Regions from separate parts of the Mus musculus genome. Here regions 1 and 3 are each linked to region 2. Evidence: chromatin contacts called from public HiChIP or PLAC-seq and promoter capture Hi-C data. All regions are on one chromosome and are shown on one strand. Each heading gives the region's core, a stretch centred on a gene start, on an enhancer-like site or on the middle of the called end of the contact. The rest is flanking DNA. Distances are from core to core; before and after follow the strand shown.

Region 1 (4,878 bases), core at 867-3,366, 550 kb after region 2:
CCATCTGTAATGGGATCTGATGCCCTCTTCTGGTGTGTCTGAAGACAGCTACAGTGTCTTCATATACATAAAATATAAATAAATAAATCTTTAAAAGAAAAGAAAATTTTCCTAACTTAAAGAAACAGGTGTCTATCAAGGTAACAAGGAAGTATACAGAACACCAAACAGACAGTACCAGAAAGGAAAATCCCCTCAGCACATAATAATTAACTGTACAGAACAAAGAAGGAATATTAAACCCTACAAGGGAAAAAGACTGAGTAACATATAAAGGCAGACATTTTAGAATAACACCTGACCTTTACCTGGCAGTGATGGCACACAACTTTAATCCCAGCACTCAGGAGTCAGAGGCAGGTGGATCTCTGAGTTATAGGCCCGTATACAAAGTAAGTTCCAGGACATCCAAGGCTACACAGTAAAACCCTGTCCTGAAAGAACAACAATAACAACAAACCTGACTTCTCAAAGGAGACTGTAAAAGCCAGAAGGACTTTGGATAGATGTTTACAAACTCTAAGAGACCATAGATGCCAGCCCAGAATATGATACCCAGTAAAACATTCAATCACAAAAGATGGAGAAAATAAGACATTCCATGATAAAACCAAATTTAAGCAATAGCTATCTACAAATCCAGTCCTACAGAAGGCTCTAGAGCAAAACTCCAACCTATAAAGATTAACCACACTCAGGAAAACAAAAGAATAATCTCAGACCAGCAAATCAAAAGAGAGGAAACACACACACACACATCACTACTACCACTACAAGAATAACAAAATAACAGGAATCAACAAACAAGCTTATGTAGCCATTTTAATATCTGACAAGACAGACTTTAAACCACACTATTCAGAAGGGGAGGATACTACACACCCATCAAAGGAAAAATCCACTAAGAGGACATTCCAGTTTTCAACATCTATGGACCAAGCTCAAGGGCACCCCACTTCAAACCAAACCAACCAACCCCCAAAAACTCACTACTATATCTTAAGTCACATATTGACTCTCATACACCAATACTGCAAGACTTTAGTTACCGCTCCCACCAGTACACAGGTCATCTAGACAAAAACTCAACAGAAATGCTGTTGCTAACTGACCTTCTAAACCAATTGGACCTAACATATTTACAGAACATTTCCCACAAAAAACAAAAGAATATATCTTCTCCGCACCTGACAGAACTTTCTCCAAAACTGACCACATGCTCAGATACTGGGAAACTCCTATAGCTGATAAACACTTCCAGCAAACTAGCTGGATACAAAATGAACTCACAAAACTCAGTAGCCATCCTGTGTACACACAACAAGTAGACAGAGAGAGACAACGCCATTCACAAGAGCCTCTAGTGATAGAAAATATCGTGGGGTAACTCTAACCAGGCAAGTGCATGACTCATGCGAGAAAAACCCTAAGACGCTGTAGAAAGAAACTGAAGAAGATGTCAGAAGATGGGGAAGATCTCCCACGTTCATGGATAGGTAGGATTAATATAGTAAAAATGACCATCTTTTTTTTTTTTTAAGATTTATTTATTTATTTATATGTAAGTACACTGTAGCTGTCTTCAGACACTCCAGAAGAGGGAGTCAGATCTCCTTACGGATGGTTGTGAGCCACCATGTGGTTGCTGGGATTTGAACTCCAGACCTTCAGAAGAGCAGTTGGGTGCTCTTACCCACTGAGCCATCTCACCAGTCCAAAAAATGACCATCTTGCCGAAAGCAATCTGCAGAGTCAATGCAGTCCCCTTCACAATCTCAACACAATTCTTCGCAGATCTTCAAAGGGCAATTTTCAGCATTAAGATCACTAATGTACCTCATTAAACTGAGCACCTTCTGCACAGCAAAGGACAGTGTCATTTAGACAAAGCAGCAGGCTACAGAATGGGAAAAATTCTTTTTTTTTACCAACTCTATATTCAATAGAAGGCTAATATCCAAAATATATAAGGAACCTAAAAAACCAAGGTATTGAGGAAACCCTTCTCAGATTGCACCAGCTCATGTCCATCCTTGCTGCTCACAGTCTCAGGATCAGCTGCAGTCTGTGTAGGTCTTCGGTCACAAGAAGATAGGCACAGCTGTGGCACACTGCAAATGGGGAAATGGGTGGACAGACGTCCCCTGGAGATGATCAAGCTGTGCGTGCTGCAGGACAAGGTACTGAGGCAGTTCTGCTTCTGGGCAAAGAGAGATTTGCTGGTGTGGATGTCCGGGTTCATGTGAAGTGTGGTGGTCATGTGCCCCAAATTTATGCTATCTGACAGCCCATCTCCAAAGCCCTGATGGCTTATTACCAAAAGTACGTGGATGAGACCTCTAAGAACGAGACTAAAGATACCTGACAGTGGTCATAAATCCAAAAAGTTCCGAGGTCCTGGTGCCCACACTCCATACTAGAAATCTTACTCTTAAGTCCAACTAGAGGATCAAAGTTTACCTTTGTAATAAACATCCTAGGATTGAAACAAAAACAAAAACAAGACAAAAAAAAAAAAAACCCAAATAACTCAATTTAAAAATGGTGTGCAGATCTAAACAGAATTCTCAAAAGAGGAAACTCCATGGCTGAGAAACATTTAAAGAACCTTTCAACATCCTTAGTCATCAGGGAAATGTAAATCAAAACTACTTTGTGGTTTTATCTTACACCCAGCAGATTGGCTAAGATCAATAAAAACAAATGCTGGCGAGGATGGGAAGTTAGGGGAACAATCACCCATTGCTGGTATGAGTGCAAACTTGCCAGCCACTGTAGAGATCAGTGTGGTGGTTTCTCAGGAAGATGAGACTTGAAGACCTCGTGACTCAGCTATACCACTGTAGTGGTTTGTATATGCTCGGCTATGGGGCATATACCCAAAGGATGCTCCATTCTACCTCAGAGACACTTGCTCACCCATGTTCATTGCTGCTCTTTATAATAGCCAGAAGTTGGAAAACAACTTAGATGGCTGTCACAGATCAATGGATGAGAAAATGTGGTACATTTACACAACAGAATATTATTCAGCCATTTAAAAACTGAAATAATGAAATTTGCAGGCAAATGGAAGGAACTAGGAAAAAAAAAATCACCCTGAGTCAGATAACGTAGACCCAGAAAGACAAATAAGTAATGTATTAGCTTACGTGTCAATATTAGCTGTTAAGTCAATGATAACTGAGCCACAATCTATATAATACCACAATAGTTAGGTATAGAGTAAGGGACTGGAGTGTACAGATAGATCTCCCCAGGAAAGGGAAATAGAATAGATAGTTATGAATGGATGGGGAAGGAGACTAGAACAGAAGACTCCAATGGAATGGGGAAGGAAAGAGGGAGGGAGGGAATATGAAGAGAGACAGATATAAAGGTATCTTTTTTTTTTTTTTAACTAAAAGACCTGATGATTTTATTTTCACATTTCACAATATAAGTGAAAACTGTACTTTTTTGTATTACTTCTCCCTCCAAAAAATATCCTGTTAGGAAGGGACGTTTCCTTTTCATGCATCTAGTACACACTCAGGCTCAGCACCAAGAGCTCCTGGTGAAACAGAACAAGAAATACAAAACCATCAAGAGCGCTTCTGCTCTTATCTGTCTGGCCGGGTCATGCCAGGCCATGTGGGCACCATCATAGGGCAGGCGGGAGGTCTCATCATGGGAGGCCCAGGCATCATGGGCATGTGGCCTCCCATGGGCAGTCTCATCCCAGGAGCTGGTCCCACGGGCACCATCCCAGGCAGAAGGGGAGTGTCCATCATTGGCATCATGGGAGGGCCTCCCATGTGGGGCACAGGCGTCATGCCAGGCCGAGGAGGGCCCATGGTGGGAGGTGGGATCATGGCCCCTGCAGGTGGAGGAACAGAGAATGGAGCTGGAGGGATCTTTCTGTGAAATGCAGCTGTTGTTTTGTCATTCAGGCTCTGGGCCTGCTCTTCCATCCATTTCTGGTAACAGTCTTTTACATTCTCTTTGTGTTTCCGACCACTGCAGTTTGTCCTCCTCACAGCCAGAGAATTGTGGGTAAGATACGTATCACAGTAGTCACAATAAAACTTGGGCATGTTGCTCCACAAGCCATTGTCTACCTGGGTCCTAAAGGTATCTTTTATTTGCCTGAAGAAATTGTTATCACAGAGGCTTCCTGCTGAATAAAGCTCACTCTTTCTAGTTCTTTCTGAGCTCTGGCTGACTGGTTCAAACTCCACCCCAAGCTGACTGATTCAGTCTGACTTCTCTCAGCTTCTCACTGAAGTGCTCGGCTTGGTCTCAAATTAATTCTGGCAATTTGTTCTAACCTTCTGGCTCCTTAATCTCTAGCTCCAACTGACTCTGCTGCCCTGCACTGAGCTGCACGAACTCACAAATGAACTCAACTCCGCTGCACTCACTACTCCCACCTGACTGACCAAACTGATGACTGCCTCTGCCTGCACTGCTCTTTTAAGCCCCCTCTCTTCTGTCTCAGGAGAGTCGGGCGTATCCTATCTGTGACTCATTCTGCCAAATCTTACTCTGAATCGTCACTTTGTCTGCCTGCTCCTCAACTAGACATCACTTTTTTTTTTCTTTTTTTGGTTTTTCGAGACAGGGTTTCTCTGTGCAGCCCTGGCTGTCCTGGAACTCACTCTGTAGACCAGGCTGGCCTTGAGCTCAGAAATCCACCTGCCTCTGCCTCCCAAGTGCTGGGTATGAAGGCGTGCGCCACCACTGCCCAGCTACACATCACTTTCAAACATGGCTGCTTCCTTCTCTCAAATAACCTTACTTTCATTGTTTCGGATTAAAGGTGTGTACTAGAGAATGTCTGCATTCCAATCAGATCACACTGACCTGGAAGGTCTTTGGATGTGATTCCCTTGCCAG
Region 2 (4,513 bases), core at 1,388-3,887:
AGTGGCTTGGGGGAGCAGGATGGCCTATCATTTCCTCAAGGTCACAGCTTGGCTACAATTGGGTGTAAAGGCCAGGCCAAAGATCAAAAGCCAGGGGATGGGGTGGGGTGGACGGGTGCAGCTCATTGGTAGGCTGGCCCCACACCCACTAAAAAACAAGGCAGGAGGATGGAGGAGGGCAAGCCTGGAAGAGAGGGAGGAAGAGAGACCCTGGTTTAGATCCAGCACCCATATGGCATCTGAAACTCTACTTCCACTTATATACATGTGAGCAAAACACACACACAAAAAAGCAACCAGTGTAGTTACAAGTTGAAAGCAAGCCGGGCGTGGTGGTACACGCCTTTAATTCCAGCATTTGGGAGGCAGAGGCAGGTGGATTTCTGAGTTCGAAGGCAGCCCTAGTCTACAGAGTGAGTTCCAGGACAGCCAGGGCTATACAGAGAAACCCTGTCTCAGAAGAGAAAAAAAAAAAAGTTGAAAGCAGGGTGGAGTGGTGCTAGTGGTGCACACTTTTAATCCCAGAACCCAGGAGGCAGAAATAGACAGATTTCTGTGAATCCAAGGCCACCTTGGGCTACACAGTGAGAGACCATGTCTCAAAAAAAAAAAAAAAAGAAAAAGAAAAAAATCATGTCCTCAAATCCTACATGTTAATATGTCCTTATGTCCTTCTGAAGTATTCCAGGCAGCCTCAATGAGTGGTCTCTGGAGCAGACTATTGGATTGTGATTCTGTCCCACTCTAATTGGTGGTGACCTTGAACAGGGTCACCTGCACCTCATACTCTTCCTTTTCCTTTTTTTTTTTTTTTAAGATTTGTTTATTGTACTTATATGAGTCCACTGTAGCTGTCTTCAGACACACCAGAAGAGGGTGTCAGATCCCATTACAGATGGTTGTGAGCCACCATGTGGTTGCTGGGAATTGAACTCAGGACCTCTAGAAGAACAGTCAGTGCTCTTAACCACTGAGCCATCTTTCCAGTCCCCATATTCTTCCTTTTAAATAAATGTTTTATTTTAAGCCAGGCAGTGGTGGCCCACCCCTTTAATCCCAGCAGTTGGGAGGCAGAGGCAGGGAGACCTCTGTGAGTTTAAGACCATCCTGGTCTACAGAGTGAGTTCCAAGACAGCCAGGGCTCCACAGAGAAACCCTGTCTCTATGACATGTGTGTGAGGAGACCAGAAGAGGGCTCCACGGAGATCCTCCTGCCTTTGTCTCCCAAGTGCTGGGGCTAAAGTCATTTGCCACACCATCCAGTTGTGAAAATCTTGACAACTTCACTTAGATTCCACGAATCCATGTAAAGGTTGGGGAGAGCCAAGCTACACAGTCATCCCCGGAAAGCCACACGCACCATCAAAGACAGCAATAATACAAAGATTCATTTACTTTTATTTTGTATGTGTAGGAGTGTTTTGGCTATATGTTTGACAGGGAACTGTGTGTTCCTGGTGCTCTCAGAAGCCAGAAGAGGGACATCAGGTCCCCTGGAAACTGGAATTACGGATGATAGCCACCATGTAAGTTCCAGGAACTGAACCCAGGTCCTTTGCAAGAACAGCAGGCGCTCTTAACCACCTACCTACCTCTCCAGCACCTATTTTAGGCTTTTTGAGACAAGATCTCACTGTGGAGCCCAGGCTAGAATGGACATCATTGTCTTCTTACCACAGTTTTCCAAGTACTGGGATCACACAGTGGAAAAACCTATTCATTTATTTGGTTTAGGGTTGCAAGCTGTAGAACAGGCTGGCCTGGAACTCACTATGTAGTACTATGTAGTACAGGCTGGCCTGGAATTAACAGTCTCAGTCTCTCAAATGGTGGAATTACAGGCATAAAGCCACTACTATGAGTTTAGCATTTATAATTTCAGTAGACATTGGCAAACCCCCCTGCCTGGATCTGAATTCTCACATATATTAACTTCAAGAAATAGAGACATCTTAGCACAGAGTAGCCATAAATAAATAATAAATTAGCTTGCACTGAAGATGCAACTCACTGCTGCCAGATAATGGCCAAAACAGTACCCAAACCTGTGCAGAATTTTTAAGTCCATGTGAAACTTCACAACATCAATTGTGCAATTTGCTTATGCAATCATAGTATTTACTTTGTGATGTCCCCTTTCTTCCCCTAAACCTCCCCTTAAAGTATTTTCTTAGCCTAGATTAGCTTTGTGTCCTGTCAAATGACCCTAGGACTGTTCTGACCTTGGGGCTAGCCCAGTGCCAGAGCTTCCTTCCGTAAGTAATTTATTCTTTGGTAAAATGATTCCAAAAACAGCAGACTTCTGCCAGCCAACTCCAAGACCAGGTTCCCAGGGCGGAGGGGGGCGGAGGGGACAAGACACGCACGGGTAACGTGGCTCCCACCTGTAATAACAGCACTTGGAAAGCTGAGACAGATCGATGGACTCGAGTTCGAGTCCATCCTGATCTGCGTTCCAGGCCGGTTACAAGGGGTTCACGTGATGATCTCGCGGGGACCGGTTGTGCAAGCAGACGGTTAATTTGTAATACACCTTTTTGAGTAAAGGAAGCCCGCCTCTCGGTACGGGAATCGTCATTGGATAGAGCAGCTGTCAATCACGCTGTATATAAATAGAGGCCGCGCGGCGCTCCGACAGGCAGCGTGGCTCGAGTCCTCCGGTCCGGCTCGCGTGGTTGATCATCTCCTGGCGTAACCTTGGCCCGCTGTGGCTGGGAGACTCATCTGCAGGTATCTGGGCCTTCTGGTCCGCACGGCCTCCCGGGCGAGCGGCGCGATGGCGGAAGCGGCGGCGGCGGGCGCCAGCGGAGAAACCATGGCGGCGCTAGTGGCCGCAGAAGGTTCCTTGGGCCCGGCGGGCTGGTCTGCCGGCCGGAGTTTCTCCAACTACCGGCCGTTCGAGCCCCAGACACTGGGCTTCAGCCCGAGCTGGCGGCTGACGAGCTTCTCCGGCATGAAGGGCTGAGGCTGCAAGGTCCCCCAGGAGACCCTGCTCAAACTCCTGGAGGGACTGACGCGGCCCGCGCTGCAGCCCCCGCTTACCTCGGGTCTGGTCGGGGGCCAGGAAGAGACGGTGCAGGAAGGGGGCCTGTCCACCAGGCCCGGCCCCGGCTCAGCCTTCCCCTCGCTGAGCATTGGCATGGACTCCTGCGTCATCCCCCTGAGGCACGGAGGCCTGTCGCTGGTGCAGACCACCGACTTCTTTTACCCCTTGGTGGAAGATCCCTATATGATGGGGCGCATAGCTTGTGCCAATGTGCTCAGTGACCTCTATGCCATGGGTATCACTGAGTGTGACAACATGTTGATGTTACTCAGTGTGAGCCAGAGCATGAGTGAAAAGGAACGAGAGAAGGTGACACCGCTCATGATCAAAGGCTTTCGTGACGCTGCGGAGGAGGGAGGCACTGCAGTGACCGGTGGACAGACAGTGGTCAACCCGTGGATTATCATCGGTGGCGTTGCCACGGTGGTGTGTCAGCAAAATGAATTCATAATGCCTGATAGTGCCGTGGTAGGAGATGTGCTGGTATTAACCAAACCTTTAGGAACCCAGGTTGCTGCCAATGCCCACCAATGGCTGGATAATCCTGAGAAATGGAATAAAATCAAGATGGTGGTTTCCAGAGAGGAAGTAGAGTTAGCCTATCAGGAAGCTATGTTCAATATGGCTACTCTAAACAGGACTGCTGCTGGCTTGATGCACACTTTTAATGCCCACGCAGCCACGGATATCACAGGCTTTGGCATATTAGGACACTCTCAGAACCTGGCAAAACAGCAAAAAAATGAAGTGTCCTTTGTCATACATAATCTGCCAATAATTGCCAAGATGGCTGCGATCAGCAAAGCCAGTGGGCGCTTTGGCCTCCTCCAAGGAACGTCAGCTGAAACCTCTGGGGGATTACTGATTTGTCTGCCAAGAGAGCAGGCGGCCCGCTTTTGTTCGGAAATCAAATCTTCCAAGTACGGAGAGGGTCACCAAGCTTGGATCGTTGGCATCGTGGAGAAGGGAAACCGGACAGCCCGGATCATTGACAAGCCTCGCGTTATTGAAGTTCTACCTCGGGGAGCCTCTGCTGCTGCTGCTGCTGCTCCTGATAATTCCAACGCAGCCTCTGAGCCTAGTTCTTGAAATGGAATAGCGGTTGTTGGGAACTCGGAGCCATTCTACCCGCTCAGGGACTGCTGGCCAGGGTTGATTTTAAGACCTTTCCAAAGGCTGCTTGCATGGTTCCTCCAGGCCCATCCAAAGCTTCCTGTATGTGCATCCAGGCCTGTGAGTAATGGCGCTGCGGATGTGTGTTCATCTGTTGAGAGCATGAGGAGCAAAAACCCGTTTCCCAAAGCAAGAGGAGGCTATTTCAGTTTTAGGGATTTTTTTTTTTTTTTTTTTTTGCACTGAGTTGATTCATTTCTGCACAGGGAGTAAAGATTATTAAGATTACATATGAGAAAAGTAAACCTGCAACATGAAAAATTATTTGGACCAATATATTGATAAATCTAAATT
Region 3 (4,484 bases), core at 847-3,346, 550 kb before region 2:
GCCTAACTTCAAACTCTGGCATTAAAGGGAGGGAGGGAGATGCTGCCAAAGAGAACCCCATCTTGCAACATCGGAATGCTACTTAACCCTTTGAACCCGCAGCTTGCTGATCTGCACACTTGGGGTAGCAGTAGTGGCTAGGAGGCTGATGAGTTACCATGTAGGGAGGAAGACATGGTGGATACGCAGAACACAGCAGCAGCGCTGTGGGGAGGGGAGGGAGACAGGGACAGGTTCTGCTCCACTGAGTGGCTGGGTAGGTAGAGATGCCATCATGGATGAGAACAGGAAGAAACACTTCTGGGCCACTATCCCTGGGGTCTCCACACCAGAGTCCTGGCCATACTCGCTATAGGTAAGCTCTGCCAGCATGGTTTTTCTCTGTGTTCTTGGCTCTGGCTTATAGCAGTGCCTTTCTCTGAGATTCCCTGGTTTACAGGTATAGGTGAGTGGGTACTACAGGCATGAAGATGCAGGAAGGTACAGTAGGCCAAGATGAGAACCTAGGCTCAGTGGGTGAAGTGTACCTGAGTCAGATCTCCAGCATCCACACAGAAGCTGTGTACAAGAGCACACCTCTATACCCCTGTAAGCCTGCAGGCCCCAGAGGCACAGAAACAGGAAGGTCCCAGCTCAACCAGTAGATCAAAAATGGTGTAAGGTTGGGTTCAGTGCAAGAGCCTGTCTCTAAAACAAAAACTACAAGTAAGCAGGGCGTGGTGGTGCACACCTTTAATCTCAGCACTTGGGAGGCAGAGGGAGGTGGATTTCTGAGTTCGAGGTCAGCCAGGGCTATACAGAGAAACCCTGTCTCGAAAAAACAAACAACACAAACAAACAAAAACTACAAGTAAGGTGGGGAATGACAGAAGCCACCCAACACTGACCTTTGACCTACATGTGTGCACATGTACAAGTGAGCACACCTACATACACGTGTACGTAAAGTCAGAGGGATTAAAAAGGAAGAAGATAACTTAGCTCCCAGGAGCCCTGACTGAGGGTCACAGATCAGAGGAAGAACTGGAGGGAGGGGGGAGGCAGAACTCAGAGGTTAAGGGCGTGGGACGTGGGGGGCGGGGGCAGGCGAGGTGAGGAGACAAGAAGAGAGTCTTGTCTTGGCTGTAGGAACTGTTGAAGGTCACAGACGGTAGGCCCTGCCTGCCATGACACAGATGAATGGTGTCTTAAGGTAGTTACTGGGTATTTGGCAAAAGCAGGGTGGAAGCCCACCCAACTGGGAGTCCAAACCCCACTGCCATGAGAAGAAGAACTGAAGTAATATTTAAGGATAGGATGGAAGGAGGGAGAGCAGAGGGTGGCAGGCTCTCTGGACCTTCTGCAGCACCAGATTCAAGATTCTACACCCCCACCACCACCAAAGATTCTACTCCCAGCAGACATCTTCCTTCCTTCTGCATCCCCATCCTCACCCCAACCCCCGGCTTGGGGGATGGAACCCAGGGCCTTGCAGGCAAGCATATACCACTGAGATTCACTCTAGGCCAAGATAAATATCATTTTTAACACAGTCATCCAAAATCCCAGACCAAAAGTCTCAGCAGGTAGTGACCACTCTGTTCTTGGGGGTTGACAAGCTGAGATCCACCAGTGCCAGGGCACTCTCAGGTAGGGTGACAAAGGATGTACAGAACAAGCCCCATGTCCTTCTCAGCAAGCAATAGCCACATACAGGGTCAGGTTTGTTATTTCTAATGCCCAAAAGACTCTTCCGCAGAGCCGAAGGGACAGGATAAAAGGAAGTCCTGCGTAGGCTCACAGACACTCCGCTCCTCTCAGGTTAGTCCCTTAGTTCATTGCCTTAGACCTTCTCTGACGGTCCACCCCAACTGCAGTTTACCCAGCATCTCTATCCCTGCCTCTGCATCTCTCCGAGCTTCTTGGGCTCCCCCCTCCCAACTTCTGGGCCTCCCCAGTGCCCCTCCCTTGGGTGCCCCTCCCCGGACTACAACCCCCAGGCGCCCCCAGCCCGGGGCGCTGCGCATGCCCCCTGCTCCCCGCCCCCTCCGCTCCCCCTCCCTCCCTTCCTCCTCACCTCCCTCCGCCCCCCTCCCCCGCGCCTCGGCTCCCGCATCCCTCCATCCAACCCTGTGCCGCAGCCGCATCGCCACCGCAGCCTAGGCAGAGCCCAGTCGGCCCAGGCCCCTGTCTCTGCCTGGCCTTAGCTCCCCGCCCCCCCGCCGCGCACCTTATCCGCACATCCCTCGGAGGTCTAGCCCGGTGCCCCCAGACCCCGGCCTCCAGGACAGAGGCAAGAGGCAGAGAGCAGCAGCGGAGGCGGGAGGACGAAGAAGGGGAGGAGGAGCCCGTCGCAGGATGAAGGATCGGACTCAGGAGCTGCGGAGTGTGAGCTAAGGGGTGGGAGAGGTGGGGAGGCGGGACCCTGTATTTGGGGAGCGCTTGGGGGATGGAGTGGGGGAGGTTCTGAGACATGGGGAGCAAATGATGAGACTAGAGGTTGGAAGCCAGGAGCCCTCACATCTCCTGGCACCTGGTATCTCCAGTGAACCTGCAATTGGAGGACAGTGGCTGGAAGGAGTTGGAGGCCATTAAGACACAAGGGGGCAGGAGAGGTCTCAGGGGCCTGGGCAGCCCAAATGCCCGGGAGGACCCTAGAATCTAACCTGGGGGTGGGAGAAAGTGAATGTCAAGAGAGGATTGGGGGACACCATCATCCCCTAGAGCAGGCTTGTCAAATTAGGCGGATGGAGGGGGTGGTTGCTGGCCAGGCCGGGTCCAGGAGGACCCAGATTTGGGATGCTATGGAGGACACAGGTTGGAACTAGATGCCAGCACCTGGCAGTGAATGAAGTGTGTGGTGGTACTGGTGGTGGTGGTGGTGGTGGTGGTGGTGGTGGTGTGTGTGTGTGTGTGTGTGTGTGTGTGTCCACGCGCACGCGCACTGGTATGTTGCTCCGTGGGGAGAGGGCACTGCTCAGAGGGGGAGTGTGTGTGTGTGTGTGTGTGTGTGTGTGTGTGACTGAGTTCCCCTGGGCCAGAGCCTCAGCTTAGGTGACCCCAAAGGTGAGAGAGGAGAGAAAGATCCATCCACCAGGTCACAGAATTGGGTTGTGTGACATAGGCCACACAGTGCTTGGGGGAACTGGAGCATGGGAGCAGCCAGGGGCAGGCTGCTGGAAGCCAGGGGCCAGGCTCCAGGCGGTTGGCCAGCAGAGCTGGAGGAGGAAAGGTGGGGGGCTGCAGGGGAGGCTGCTCTTTGGAGGGACTGTGCTCGCCTGCTGAGAATGGTTTTGGGCAGGGAGGGTGCCGAGACATTTTAAGAATGACATGAGCCCAAGGAGCTTGAGGTTCCAGTTTGCTGTGTGACAGTGGCCTCTGGATTGGGATATGTCAGAATTCCAAGGGATTGTTACTCTACGTGACAGATTGGGAAACTGAGGTTCAGGGATGGGAAGGGACTGGCCCAAGGTCATCAAGCAAGTATGTGTGTGGTACAGGTCAAATGGCTCAGGGGCCTCCAGGCTGCCGAGTTGACCATGGGACTACACCCTCCGGCCTTTGAAACACAAGTTTTAGAGTGTTGTTGGAAGCCTCCAAAGGTTGGGCCTGGAGTTGGGGACCCTGGTTCACAGGCCATACGGGGAAGGAACACAGTGGCTCTTTGGAGAGGAAGTGGGGAGAATGAAGGAGCTGACTGTGAGGGAGGAGATGTGAAGGAGTATTTACTGCGTGAGGAAAACCATAGTAGCAATGGCAACTGTACTGTGTGTGTTTTATAGGAAATCACCTCTGATTCCCGGCAATCTTATGAGGCTGGTGTTAGCATGATCTCATCTCACAGAAAAGGGAACAGAGGCTCAGAGACATTAAGGAACTTGGCCAAAGTTACAGAGCTAGAAAAAGGCAGGATTCAAACCCAGACCAGCAGCCTCAGTATCCTAACCGCCCCCCCTCCAGGTGCAGTTTGCAAAGCAGGTTGTCATGGCAATCCCATTAGATCCCAACCAACTTCCTGGTAAGGTAGACAGAGAGTCTGCCTTGTCTAATATTCAGGAAAACTGAAGCCCAGAGGGTTTAAAGATTTCCCCAAGCCACACAACTAAACAAGGGAGAAAATAGAATTCGAACTCAGATCTCCAGCAGCCAAGAATATTCCATGACTCCCAAACCTAGAGAAATGCGATAAGGTGGGGGTGGAAGTGTGGTATAATTAGAGGGAGAGGGAGACAGAGTGGGGAGAACTCTGAGTGAGTCAGGGCTCCCTGCCCAGAGGTGAAGAAACCTGTGGCCAGGGCTGCCGGAGGGGGTGGGGGTGGAGGAAGCCAGGTGGCTAGGGCAGTAGGCAAATGATGTGGAGAGCTGGGGGCTGGGGGGTTACGGGGCGGGGGGGGGGAGATTGGGTAAATACTGATGGCTTTGCTGTTACTCACAATTTGGGAGAGTGGAGATTGGGGAGGGTGCAGGTGGGGTGGGTAGGAGCTCCAGATGTCTGGAGTGTTAAG

Evidence for each region. Promoter capture Hi-C pulls out the DNA fragments that hold promoters and counts their contacts. HiChIP or PLAC-seq counts read pairs in DNA pulled down with a chosen protein or histone mark.
Region 1: an H3K27ac HiChIP or PLAC-seq map of microglia shows a contact between it and region 2, with 6 times the contacts expected there. The contact joins the enhancer-like site here to the promoter of Sephs2 in region 2. A contact is called at or near these places in 2 of 39 promoter capture datasets (embryonic stem cells and neutrophils) and 4 of 115 datasets of contacts at active chromatin or transcription factors (astrocytes, double positive thymocytes, embryonic stem cells and 1 more).
Region 3: a contact with region 2 is called in a promoter capture Hi-C map of cranial neural crest. The contact joins the promoter of Stx1b here to the promoter of Sephs2 in region 2. A contact is called at or near these places in 5 of 39 promoter capture datasets (cranial neural crest, embryonic stem cells, liver and 1 more), 2 of 115 datasets of contacts at active chromatin or transcription factors (craniofacial prominence and kidney) and 1 of 9 other capture datasets (adipose tissue).

What each region holds. Positions count from the first base shown.
Region 1 is chr7:126,723,134-126,728,011 of GRCm38.p6, reverse strand. It overlaps the pseudogene Snrp1c-ps1. Among named protein-coding and RNA genes, the nearest start is that of Coro1a, 21 kb to the right of the region's middle. Within about 2 kb of position 2,116, at least 23 of the 459 cell types and tissues checked have an H3K27ac peak or open chromatin away from gene starts, as enhancers often do. A contact at or near this core is called in microglia, where this site is marked.
Region 2 is chr7:127,272,183-127,276,695 of GRCm38.p6, reverse strand. Sephs2 (selenophosphate synthetase 2) reads left to right here and starts at 2,637. Exons shown (of 1, transcript NM_009266.3): 1 at 2,637-4,513. The coding sequence starts at 2,777. The coding sequence ends at 4,135.
Region 3 is chr7:127,822,143-127,826,626 of GRCm38.p6, reverse strand. It overlaps Stx1b (syntaxin 1B), which reads left to right and starts at 2,096. Exons shown (of 10, transcript NM_024414.2): 1 at 2,096-2,367. The coding sequence starts at 2,338.